2 separate regions of the Rattus norvegicus genome follow, and region 1 is linked to region 2. Evidence: chromatin contacts called from public Hi-C data. All regions are on one chromosome and are shown on one strand. Each heading gives the region's core, a stretch centred on a gene start, on an enhancer-like site or on the middle of the called end of the contact. The rest is flanking DNA. Distances are from core to core; before and after follow the strand shown.

Region 1 (3,397 bases), core at 88-2,587, 100 kb before region 2:
CAATTTTCACTTCAAGGCAAAGGAACATTGTTCTCTGCTGAGATCCTTTGCTATTCTGTGGAGCTGGTAGTCAGGCACCATCAGAGGCTACTGGAGGGATGGCTAGAGTTTTGTGCACAGCACCACCTGGTGCCTGCTCAGGGTGTTTCTAGAGAGCAGTGCTAAGGTTCTACACCATTCTTGCTTGCTCCCTGGCCTCTCTGGATACCATTGTATAAAACACTGACTCTCAACCATTCCTCTGCATGAAAATCAAATTTGGAGCTTAAAAATTTACAGAAGGCTAAAAAACCACACACACACACACACACACACACACACACACACACACACACACACGCTCACACACACACGCTCACACACACACTCCCTCTGCCTGCCTGTCTGTCTCTCTCTCTCTCTCTCTCTCTCTCTCTCTCTCTCTCTCTCTCTCTCTCTCTCACACACACACACACACACACACATCTGTGGAGGTCCTGTTACACAAAGAATAATAAGAGCACTAAATCATAATATGAGGTGCTGAGAATATGGCTGTTTTATTTGTTTTGTCTTACATAAGCACATTGCTGGGTATATAAAATAAATGGCAGTTCAAATGGATATTCTTTCAAGACAATAGTTCGCTGGCCAAGAGACCTATTGGGAGCATGTTATAGACATAGCATTTAAATATTGTAAAGGAGAATCTTGATTCCTGTATGACATGAGCATCCGCCAAGATGCACATGATTTCTGCTCTAAGCTTTAGAGACAATTACTTTGTCCTTAAGAATGGTATTTTGAGATCCAGTATCTCCTTGTTTTCTCTCAGACTTAGAAATATAAAATCTAGACAGAAATATAAAGTGTGGTTTTTTTCATAAAACCTTAGTTCACAAAAATAATTAGGTAAAATTATTTCTTGTGGTTCAGGTGGAATTTTATAGTTCAGCACCAAAGTAAATTGATGATAAAGACTGAGATGAGCTACTCATATTTACCCACCATTACTCATTTCACAGGCCTCTGACACACAGGCGATCTGATTCATCCTAACATGCCATCGTAGCCCATCATTCAGGTCATACAAGAGACGCTGCTGTTAGCTTGCTTCAGGACTGACGAGGACAGCTGAGATTAGCACTTTCGGTTTAGTTGAAAATAGAAAATAGCCCTGAATGTGGGGCTAAATGAACTCTATTATTTTTTGAAGAGTAATTGTGTCACCTGAACATGTGTAAAATGGATAATTACTCCCTTTTAATAACAGGCGAATTTTAGAAACTGACAGACTCGAGGAATTGGACATGTGATCAGGTGAAGGAAAAAGAAGCACGGGCTGAGCACAGCAGTGTGACTTCTGCAAGCAGGGAGTGCCTGAGTCAGCTTTGGATCCTAATGCTCGCCAGGACTCATGAAGTAAGCTCTTAGCAACATTGATGGAATGGTTCAAAGTAAATAATGCACACTTGCAATGTATGTCAAAACATAGAAGACTATTAAACGGGACTTGCCAGAGAGCTAGATCTGTAATAATCATGGTGAGGCCTCTCCTATCTAAAATGAACAGAACTCGCTTCAAGGAAGAAATATAAGGAAATCATTCCAAATATTTTAAGTTAAAAGACAGTGAAACTCTCCTTCTTTAAAAGGGGAACAAGAATACACTTGGCAGGGAATAGGGAGGCAAAGATTAGAACAGAGGCAGAAGGAACACCCATTCAGAGCCTGCCCCACATGTGGCCCATACATATACAGCCATCCAATTAGACAAGATGGATGAAGCAAAGAAGTGCAGACCAACAGGAGCCTGATGTAGATCTCTCCTGAGAGACACAGCCAGAATACAGCAAAATACAGAGGAGAATGCCAGCAGCAAACCACTGAACTGAGTAAGGGACCCCCGTTGAAGGAATCAGAGAAAGGACTGAAAAAGCTGAAGGGGCTTGAGACCTCATATGTACAACAATGCCAAGCAACCAGAGCTTCCAGGGACTAAGCCACTACCTAAAGACTATACATGGACTGACCCTGGACTCTGACCTCATAGGTAGCAATGAATATCCTAGTAAGAGCACCAGTGGAAGGGGAAGCCCTTGGTCCTGCTAAGACTGAACCCCCAGTGAACTAGACTGTTGGGGGGAGGGCAGTAATGGGGGGAGGATGGGGAGGGGAACACTGATATAGAAGGGGAGGGGGAGGGGTTAGGGGGATTTGGCCCGGAAACCGGGAAAGGGAATAACATTTGAAATGTAAATAAGAAATACTCAAGTTAATAAAGAAAAAAAAAAAAAAGAAAGACAGTGAAACTACCTGATAGAACTCATGTGGGAGAAAGACATTTTAGAAGGTTATGTAATTTTTATATCATCAACAAAAACAAGGTTAGCAAATAAATAGTGGTATAAGAAATTACTAAAAAATATTATTTTTGTCCAAAAGGAAGATCTATTGTTTGGAGAGATGTAAAGCTCCTTCAGAAGATCTAAGTTTAATTCTCATTACCTATTTTAGGAAGTTCACAACTACCTCTAATACTGGCTCCAGAGGACTAAACACCTCTGGCCTTTGCTGGCATCTACAGTCTGGTGGAGATAGGTACATCCAGACATACATATATACATACATGCACGCATACCTACATACATACATATATGAATACCCATAATTAAAAACAATAAAATGAAATAAAAGCAAGATATGTATTATAATCTGATCTCATATATAATCATGATGTGCATGCAAATGTGTTTAATACAGAAAGGTACAACAATAAAATTCTCATCCTCCCAAAATACACTTTTTACATTTAACTTATATTATTCCAAATGCTGCTTTCTCGTTTATTTATATGAAATATTTTCATAAAAAATATAAATCATGCCTTAAAGGAATGTATATGGCTAGACACACTGATGGATGCTTGTGGTCCCAGCACTGAGGAGGCTAAAGCAGGACATTTGAGTTCCAAAATAAAGTTAAAATAAATTATGTACTGTATATCTCCATATGTGAGTTAATATTCACATTCTTTGGTGAACAATCAACCACAACTTCTGTATTAGTTACTTTTCTCTTGCTTCAATAAGACACCTTGAACAAAGCATCTTACAGAAGAGTTTATTTGGGTTTATGAATCCAAGGCAGTAAGATTCTGTCATGAAAGGGAGAGTTGGCACCAAACAAAAGGCGTCTGGAACAGAAAATGCTGCGAGCTCTCATCTTGAACCTTAACCACAAAGCAAAGAGAGCAAGTTAGCATTGGCAGGAGGTCTTTTAATCTTAAGGCTCACCCCCAGGGATGTGCTTCCTCTAGCAAGGCTAAACTTCCTAAACCTCCCCAGACAGCACTGCCAACTTGGGACCAAGTATTCAAATGTCCCAGACTACGGGGAACATCTCATTCAAACCACAA
Region 2 (3,624 bases), core at 801-3,300:
AGGGACAGTTAAGTAAAGAGCCTCATGAGTAAGCAGCATGGAAGTCTCTTCAAGACAGAGCAGAGAGGAGTCTGGGAGATTTCCTGGGTGAAGGATCCCTTAAGGGCTTCCAGAGTGTTACAATGGCACAAGATCAAATCAACAGAAAAGATCTGAACATTAGTATAGTTAAGATTCCATATTTATACACTTGCAGAGAAGCATAATTACATCAAAACTTGACTCAGGGTATGTGTCATTTCTCTCAAGAACAGGTTTTACATTTTTCCCATTGAAAGACAATCCTGTGTGCTTGACATTCTTGGTTTTTCTGGAGGTCTGTAGGCACGAGGACATTGATGCTGTGCTCCCAACATGTACTAAAAAAGTTTATTTTTTTCAAAGAATCTTTATCTTTAAAAGAGTCAGACTTCATGGATCTCTTTCCTTGTGTGACACATATGTATTCAGTGTGTATATATATTAAAGATATCAGCAATGCTAGTATGGTTTCATAGCTAATGTCTGCTTCTGTCTATTCCACAATTACTTCTTTCTGTGAAAGATAGGACATATATATATTTTAATATTACACTACACTTTTCTCATTACTTGAAACTTCTGGTGCTTATCTACAGTATCTATATGCAGAAAGAAACTGTCAAGTCCTCAGACCTGGGAATGGGACACATGTTTCCAGATGATCTACCCCATTATGTTTGCTGTAATAGCCTCTGCCATTGTAGCTTCTATACATATGGGACCACATGAAGAGGGGATGAGTTGAGATTGTCTTGCTTAGTTCCCAGAATTCATTCCTTTACCTCTGATAAGATTTGACGGTTATGTCCCTAAACTTATATCTCATGCATCATTTATCACCTGGCATTCCAGAGGTGTGGGGACTCTTACTGAAACTTGTCATTTTTCTAGTTTCTACCCAGGAAAGAAAGAAACAGGCTCGAGGACTTAGAATTATAAAGTCTTTGATTTATTTATTTTTATTCTGGTGGATCATGCATAGATACTTTTCTCTTTCTGTACTCTATTAATTTATGATGGGCTGGGCTTTCCTCTTCCTGCAGGTTCTGAGAAGACCCTTGCCTTCATTCTGTGTTTTCCCATGGCTCCACTGATGAATTACCTGATCTTCAAGTTCGATGCTTGATTATGGAGCTATGAGGACATATCCAGTTCTCAGTCAAGCCAAACATTTTCTTTGTTTAAAGGGGCTTCTGACTACAGGAGGTGGGGGATCAATTTTTAGATTCAAAGTCAATATTCTAAGTTCCTACCTTTGCTGCGAAGCAATGCATGCTACTGACCAAAGTAGTCCAGAGAATTAGAAACAGGGTGGTTGGAAATAAGATAGATTGGTTGGTTCATTGTCTCCAATCTCTTCATGTCTCCCTGTCTCAGATTTACCACTTTGTGGTGCATGTCTCTTCCCAAAGAAGTACACACACTGGATAGACTCAACATACAAGGAGAGAACAAAAATAAAACGTAACTTGTAACCTCTTGAAGATCCTCCGCATAGCAAGTGAATGGCAGGATTCTGGAGGCCAAAGATGTAGCCTTCATTCCATGTAAAACATGTGACTTTGTCATTTGTAAAACCACAGTTTAATTGGACAATACTACAATGAAATAATAAATAAATATTAATATAAAAACTTGAATAAAAGATGTACTGCTAAATGCAGTACACTAAAAGGAAAGCTCATACTACAAGAATGAGTACAATAAGCGTATGAGATTAGTTTTAACTCTATAAAAAAAGAATACACTAGTCACCAAAGAAATACTACAAATTTCCAGGCAAAACCTGAAAGGATCAGAAGTCTATTTTTCTTTTGTTAAAGAGCTATTTAATTTCAGAGCTGTGACAAGAGTTGTAGCAGAAGTATTTTATCTGATAACCTCTGCGGAATCTAAAAGGAATGTCACTGCATGACCCTATTTTAATCTTCTTTACCCTCTTAGTTTTCACAGCTCTGCAAGGGATGAATCACTAGCTCCATTTTTAAAGGCATGGAGATAAAGACTTCCAGTTGCCAACAGAGCTACAATGGGCCTCATTGCTGACATGAAAAATGCCCTCAATGTGTGACTGAAGCAAGCTCATGGCAGTGCTTCAAAATCCTCATGTGGAGGGTTGAGAAAAATGCCCCCACCTCCCCACACCATTCCAATAAGTGCTGTACTTTCAGTTCTAACCTTATTCTTTACACTCTGTGCTTAGTTGTCATTACTGGGGATTTAGTGGCGTCTGACTCCTACTCAATTTAGCAGTACTTCAATCCTTGACTGGTGAATAGACAAGCTTATAATAGAAAAGCTGCCTCTTCAGAGAAAGTGGCTCAGCAGGATGTGAGAGGCCCAGGGAGAGAAGCTCTTTCCTTTCAGGAGAATGTTCCTCAAGGTGACCCCTTGCTTCAGTCCTCAGACAATCTCTGAAAGGAACTGAAGTTGAAAACAACAGGAGGGTTAGAAAGAAGTGGCCAGAGGGATGACCCTTACTGGTACTGATCTCCTTCTGGCTTTTGCCTTCCAGGTGGGCTTGTGCACCTGCCTTCTGGCCTTCAAGTTCACTTTAAAACACATCAGTCAGTGAAGTAGGCTCAGATTCTATCTGATTTGGTATTTTGGGTGATTTGAAAGGTGAAAGGAGAAAGGCTGCTATGGAGTTTCTTCTCTTCGGAAATCCAACAGAAAAGAAGATACCATTCTCTTTTAGGTTTGCTACTCATTTTATTAAGCCTTATAGTACCCTTGAGAGGATGACAGAGGTCACATTTGGTTATTTTCATTTACAGGCTGGAAGCAGAATCGAGCTCAAGGAGGTGTTGAATGCTACCCAAGACACAATTAGAATATTGACTACATGACATAGGCCTCTGTCACAGCTATAATACACTAAATTGAGTATCTCAAAGAATTATCCAAAGGTTCCAAAATATGATTCTTTTGTCAGAAAGTGAGTTTATTGGACAAATACACGTGTGTCATTATCCACACCCAACATATTTCCTGAGAAAAACGTCCACAATAAATGTTTATAAGGTCCTATAATAAATGACACTATGCTCTGACCAGGGAAGCAGAGTATTGCCTTGCTCAGCCATCATCAGAGAAGCTTTCTCCTGTGAATGATGGGAGCAAATACAAAGATCCACAGCCAGAAATTATGCAGAGAGAGACCTTGGGACACTCACCTCTAAGTGGGATGTCTCCCATCAAATCTTGCCCCTCAGGGCTCAAGGAACCTGGTAGAAGAGGAGGCAGAAAGATTATTAGAGCCAGAGGGCATGGAGAACACCAAGAAAACAAGGTCCTCTATATCAACACGGTGATGAGCACACAAACTCACAAGACTGAGGATGCATACACAGGACCATAGAGGTGGGACCCAAGCGCTGAAAGAAGTGAATACATGCCCCCATGCCTATCCCAGAAGCAACCTCTAATTGATAACTTGCAAATAAAAACTTAGGTTCCACCAAAAGAGTGTCACGGGTAGAGTAAAAATCTGCTCTATTTTTTTTAACCTTCTATTGATTCTTTGAGTTTCACTTCATGCACTCCAGTCCCCCAACTCATCTTTCTATCCCCTCATAGCCGCCCTTTGCCTTTGCAACCTCC

The links. A called contact is a pair of places that touch in the nucleus more often than the background predicts.
Region 1: a Hi-C map of the A7r5 cell line shows a contact between it and region 2, with 2.1 times the contacts expected there. The contact joins two enhancer-like sites. A contact is called at or near these places in 3 of 12 Hi-C or Micro-C datasets (the A7r5 cell line, the Rat2 cell line and Schwann cells).

The regions. Positions count from the first base shown.
Region 1 is chr6:146,538,476-146,541,872 of GRCr8, reverse strand. It overlaps a transcript of Macc1 not described here. Among named protein-coding and RNA genes, the nearest start is that of Macc1, 15 kb to the left of the region's middle. Within about 2 kb of position 1,337, at least 2 of the 93 cell types and tissues checked have an H3K27ac peak or open chromatin away from gene starts, as enhancers often do. A contact at or near this core is called in the A7r5 cell line, where this site is marked.
Region 2 is chr6:146,434,812-146,438,435 of GRCr8, reverse strand. All of the region lies in intron 2 of LOC134479498 (a long non-coding RNA gene), which reads left to right. Among named protein-coding and RNA genes, the nearest start is that of Itgb8, 85 kb to the right of the region's middle. Within about 2 kb of position 2,050, at least 14 of the 93 cell types and tissues checked have an H3K27ac peak or open chromatin away from gene starts, as enhancers often do. A contact at or near this core is called in the A7r5 cell line, where this site is marked.